2 separate regions of the Ovis aries genome follow, and region 1 is linked to region 2. Evidence: chromatin contacts called from public Hi-C data. All regions are on one chromosome and are shown on one strand. Each heading gives the region's core, a stretch centred on a gene start, on an enhancer-like site or on the middle of the called end of the contact. The rest is flanking DNA. Distances are from core to core; before and after follow the strand shown.

Region 1 (2,883 bases), core at 317-2,816, 49 kb after region 2:
ACAAAAGAAGCGGTATCTAACAGACACTTGCCTACCTCCCCAGAGCACCTAAACTGCACATACTTATTCTAAGCTGAGTCTTCCCACAGATTCGGAGTGAATACTACAAGGACCAACCCCCTTCTGATCTCAGTGTTTGGGCCCAAAGAGACAAAGGCCCCGGGTCCTGAGGAACTGACGTTCCAGCCGTGGCGGCACAGGTTAAGAAACAAGTTTACATTAGCGTCGGATGGCTGACCGAGCTGGAAGAGAGAACCGGCAGGGCCGCGGGCTGGAGAGAGGACTCAGCGCTGAGCAGCTGGCAGGCCGAGGTCTCAGCAAGGACTTGAAGGAAGTGAAACCCACGAGGAAGAGCCCTCCAGGCAGAGGCTGCAGCCAGAGCCACAGTCCTGAGGTCCGCACGTGGGAGGAGACGCAGGCCGGCCAGGGCGGAGACGACCCGGCGGGGCTGGCAACCCTCTCCCGCCAGGCACCAGAGAGTAAACAATTTAGGTTTTCCAGGCCAGGAGACCATCGAGGATGTCACAGAGGTCTCCGACTCTGCCGCCGTTGTCTAAACTCGGTCCCGGAAGGTATGTAAGCAAATAACGTGGCTGTGACTCACTCGGACGCAGAGACGTGAATTTCACTGGACTTCCACGGGTCCCGAAATATTTTCCTTTTGATTCTTCCTACCCCCACCCCCGCCCTGAAGCACTCTGTAACCATAAGAACATCCTTAGAGCTCAAGAGCAGCCACAGGGGACTTCCCTGGTGGTCCAGGGGTTAAGCAGCGACCTGCCAATGCAGGGGACACGGGTTTGATCCCTGGTCTGGGAAGATCCCACGGGCTGAGGAGCAGCTAAGTCCACGGGTCTCAACTACCAAAGCCACAAGAGAAGCCACCGCAATGAGAAGGCCACGCGCCACAACCAGAGAGTAGCCCCCACCTGCTGCAAGTAGAGAAAGCCCACACAGGCAGCAGTGAAGGACCAGCGCAGCCAGAAATGAACGCATTAAAAATACACGGGCAGGCGCAGGGCAGACTGGCTCCTGCGACTTGGCAGGGCCTCTGCAGAGTTTGTCCCGAGGACACAGAGGCCGTGGTAGGCGCACACTCTGCAGTAACACGACTGACTTGGATTCCGAGAGTCACTGAGAAGCTCCTGAGGATGGTCTCCCGGTGGGAGGGGTGGAAGCAAAGAGACTGGTCCATGGGCACTGTGACAGCCCTGGAGTGACGGGGGCGAAGGGGGGCTGCTGGGCTGACTCTTCCTGTGCCGAGGGTGCAACGAGGTGGGGGAGTGCCAGCTTCACCGGAAGTGGGGGACAGTGAGCAAAAGAGAGGAGGTGTGATGGATGATCCTGGGTTTAGGGTCTGAACAACCTACTGGGGAAATGCAATGACCGCCAGCTGAGATGGCAAGGCTGCAGGCAGGACATATGGCGGGCTGGGGCCCGGGCCGGGGGAGGGTGCTTCAGACTGGAGGCGAGGAAGCTCACGCACCACCCCCACCCCACCCTTAGGAGCAGCCCAGAGGCAGGCGCAGGGAGGCGTCAGTATCCACAACAAGGGGGCAAAGACAGGCCCGCGCGCCTCGTGTGAGGTCATCCGGTCTGGCTTTGCCGCCAAGTGCGTTACAGGGTATTTCCATTCTCGTGGCTTTCTGACGCGAGACCAAAGGTTTGAACCTCGACTTGCTGAATAAGTAACTGAATGACTCCAAGGCAGGGCGGGGTAGGGGCTCCCTGAAGGCTGTTTGTGCGCCTCTGAAAGTCGACAACCTGAGGTTTGCTGTGGCTGTGATCTGCGCCTGGTAGTCCTGAGAGTCTGGGAGGGATGGCCTGCTTCCAAACCTCCACTGGAAACAGGGCCTGGCCTGACTCAGCCACACAGAGCGACTCTCTTCACGGTCGCGGCCCATTGTAGTCCCTGCACCTCTGTGCCCAGCATCCAGGCACTGCCCTCAACGACCAGGAAGGTCTCCCCACTCAACCATCCCGGCCTCGGGTCAAGCAGGCCTGAGTGCAGGGACCTAGCCAGCCACAAAATGGATGCCCCTCCCCGGAAGGTCCGAGAGAGCAGAGCAAACCAATCTCACTTGAGAGGAAAACCCATCCTCAGTCTGAGCCAAGCCAGCGGGTGGTCAAGGGGAACGAGGAAAGTCCACAACGGCCCTGCAGGCGCGAGGCCCGCAAGTGGTCCCCGGCTTTCTCTCTTTCTTCCCAGCCTTGAGATGTGATTCATTAAAAAAGACCCTGCTGCTAGGAAAGATTGAGGGCAGGAGGAGAAGGGGACCACAGAGGATGAGATGGCTGGATGGCATCACCAACTCAACGGACCTGAGTTTGAGTAAACTCCAGGAGTTGGTGATGGACAGGGAGGCCTGGCGTGCCGCAGTCCATGGTGTCACAAAGAGTGGGACACGGCTGAGTGACTGAACCGAACTGAGATGTAATTGACAAATAACACGTGTAAGTTGAGAGCTGACAGTATGATGATTTGATGCACGTACATACTGTGAAACAATTATCACAGTAGGTGAGTTAACAACTTCACCTCATCACATAAATTACCTTTTTTGGTAGCAACATTTAACATCTACTCTCTTAACAGCTTTCAAGCACATAACCCAGTACTGTTAAGGTGTCCCACTGGTTAAAAAAAAAAAACAAAACCTTCCTGCAATGCAGGAGACGTAGGACACTGGGTTCTATCCCTGGGTGGGGAAGATCCCCTGGAGAAGGGAATGGCAACCCGCTCCAGTATTCTTGCCTGGAGAATCCCACGGACAGAGGAGCCTGGTGGGCAACAGTCCATGCGGTTGCGAAAGAGTTGGACACGAGTAAGCGCCTGAGCACACACGCACGGCACTGGTAAGTCAGCTCGCTACACGTGAGAGC
Region 2 (2,739 bases), core at 234-2,733:
GGCCGGCAGCACGTGGCCCTCACCCAGCCCTGCACATCTCCAAGAAGCTCTCGGTCAAGCTCAAGTGCCGGGGCCCTGGGCCCAGTGCAGACGATCACGCAGCGGGCAGGGCTGAGCACCACGTCCTGCGGTCCCCACTGCAGCCCTGGGCCCCCACCCGCCTCTCCATGCTAGCGATCAGAGCTGACCGCCTCCCTGCGGACGCCTCCCAGGAAGTGTGCAGGACAGTGGTCAGAGTAGCTGGCTCTCCAGCCTCATGACCACACCGTTCTCTCCCCCGCTCAGAGTTGGCATGTCTATCACAATCGCCTGCTCGCCTCAGGCCAGGCCGGCCCATGAATCTGCTCAATCATCGCCCACTTAATGGGACACAGAAACAAGAGTCTATCTTCTGTCTGTCTGTCCTCAGCCTCTCCCAATATCCCCCCCCAAATGAGGAGTGCCCGCCCCGTCCCCAAGTATTTCCCATCCTCACCATCTTCCCCTGGGTGCCCTGGGCAGGCAGGCCTGGCACACCATGCCGCTGGCTTAGCCCACTCTTAGGCAACCACCTTTTCTGCTGCAATCACAGACTTTTGGGGCACAATGCTGCCCCAGACCTCCAGAGAGTCCCATCACCTGCAGAGCCCATTGCCCCTTCAGCACCTGCGCCCCAGGCCCGGACGGCCCCCACCCGCCCCCCTGCAGACCCCTGCAGTGCAGAGCAGCTGGGGTGCTAGACTCCTGAGGGGTGCAAATTCTGTGTGACTTTGGGAATGTGGCCTCCACATCAGCCTCACTGATGCCATAAGGGGACAATCACAGGGCAGATGTGAGGATCAGGTGTGATGATGGCTGTGAAGTCCTGGCTCCGGGGCTTGGAGCACACGTGTGTGGGCTGCAGCATCCAAGCCTTCATCCCAACACGTCTAACCGCTTGCCAGTCTGGACTGGGAAGTATGGAGCCTCCCCACCACATCCTGCAGGATCAGCCAGCTCCTCTCATTACTGGAGCCCGGGCTCAGGTGTCTGTGTCCTTACACACACACACACACACACACACACACACACACACACACACACACGCACACACGCACACACGCACACACACACACACACACACACCTGTGCACACCTCTTCAAGGTATCAGTCACTTTCTCTGACCTGACACTTGCCACGTGCCATGGACACAACCATCTCCCCCCAGAAGACCACGGCCGGCAGCTTTCTCTCTTAAATCCCAGCCTTGATCAGCGCTCTGCTGAAGAAATGCTGCCCAGGGCTTGATGCCATCGATCCAGGGGGCTGATTCCAGCTGAGTTGGGGGCGGGGGGAGCAGCAGGACCCCCATTATGTCACAAGCACCAGCAGAGGTCAGCTGACTCGCCGGGCCCCGCCCCCTCTCGGATGCTCTGGTTTACTAGGCCACACACAGGGGCCGCCCCCGCCCCTTCCGAGTGTATCTAGGAAGTCTCCAGCGGTTTAGAAAGGCGCAGAGGACAGGGTGAGTCATTTCTTCCCCTGGCCACAAGAAGCCTCAGCTGCAGCGGATCTGGGGTGGCTGCCCCCTGAGAAAAGCTGCCCCTCCTTCGGTGGAAAACAGGCAAACGCGACGGGGCGGGGGAGGGGGGAGGAGGAGAGATTGCCCAGAGCCTGACTGCCTGGTGGTGGGGGCGGTGTCCCCGAGGCAGAAGCTTCATTTTAGGGAGGAGAGGAGGACTGAGGCTGAAGCTGAAGCTCCAATCCTTTGGCCACCTGATGCGAAGAACCGACTCACTGGAAAAGACCCTGATGCTCGAAAAGACTGAAGGCGGGAGGAGAAAGGGGAGACAGAGGATAAGAGGATTGGATGGCATCACCGACTCAATGGACATGAGTCTGAGTAAACTCCGGGAGTTGGTGATGGACAGGGAGGCCTGGCGTGCTGCAGTCCATGGGGTCGCAAAGAGTCGGACATGACTGAGCGACTGGACTGAACTGAACTGAACTGTGCGGTTCAGAGGGGAGAAAGTCTGCTACCTGGAGAAAGCTTTCCTTGGAGGTTTCCGGGAAGGTGATGCTCCTTCCCCACCCACCCCAAGGGCCTGAGTCTTAGTCACACCCACCATGCAAAACAGGGTGGGTGGAGATTCACCCAGGAGTTCCCAGCCAGCCCGGGATGGGGGTGGTCGGCCAGTTCACTGGGATGCTGCAAGCAGGGCCACCTGCCCAGCCCTGGGCCCTCGCTGGGTGCGTGCTCTGTGCTCAGTCATGTCCGACTCTTTGCAACCCCCTGGACTGTAGTCCGCCAGGCTCCTCCGTCCCTGGGATTCTCCAGGCAAGAATACTGGAGTGGGTTGCCTTTGCCGTCTCCAGGGGATCTTCCTGACTCTGGGAGCGAACCACAGCCTCCTGAACGTCTCCTGCCTTGCAGGCAGATGCTTTACCGCTGAGCCACTGGGGAAGAGAAGGAAATGCAGGCTGTTGGGCCAGGTGCTTAGAACACCCAGGAAGAAATACAACACCTGAAGTAATTCAGAAAAGAGGGGCTACTGATGAGACCTCCACTAGACTCAATTCAAGGATCCTGTGGCTCTGAGTACCTGGCATTTCCGAAGTTTTCATCACTTTTCAAATGGCACATTCAGGGAAGGCCTGGGAGGCTGCAGTGGGCCCACAGAGGTGGCCACTCTGCAAACACCGCCTCTCTGTACCCAAAGTGTCCCGGAATCTCCAGGAAACAACAGCTGTCACTGGACATTTCTGGGTGCAAAAAACAT

Evidence for each region. Hi-C and Micro-C count contacts between places; a contact is called where the count stands out from the background.
Region 1: a Hi-C map of mixed tissues shows a contact between it and region 2, with 3 times the contacts expected there. The contact joins two enhancer-like sites. A contact is called at or near these places in 6 of 16 Hi-C or Micro-C datasets (hypothalamus, mixed tissues, muscle and 3 more).

What each region holds. Positions count from the first base shown.
Region 1 is chr1:5,531,590-5,534,472 of ARS-UI_Ramb_v3.0, forward strand. The region is part of intron 1 of AGAP1 (ArfGAP with GTPase domain, ankyrin repeat and PH domain 1); the gene reads right to left. It overlaps LOC121818811 (a long non-coding RNA gene), which reads right to left. Exons shown (of 3, transcript XR_009600460.1): 3 at 1-2,883. Among named protein-coding and RNA genes, the nearest start is that of AGAP1, 100 kb to the right of the region's middle. Within about 2 kb of position 1,567, at least 12 of the 54 cell types and tissues checked have an H3K27ac peak or open chromatin away from gene starts, as enhancers often do.
Region 2 is chr1:5,483,033-5,485,771 of ARS-UI_Ramb_v3.0, forward strand. The region is part of intron 1 of AGAP1 (ArfGAP with GTPase domain, ankyrin repeat and PH domain 1); the gene reads right to left. LOC121818811 (a long non-coding RNA gene) reads right to left here. Exons shown (of 3, transcript XR_009600460.1): 3 at 1-2,739. Among named protein-coding and RNA genes, the nearest start is that of AGAP1, 150 kb to the right of the region's middle. Within about 2 kb of position 1,484, at least 5 of the 54 cell types and tissues checked have an H3K27ac peak or open chromatin away from gene starts, as enhancers often do.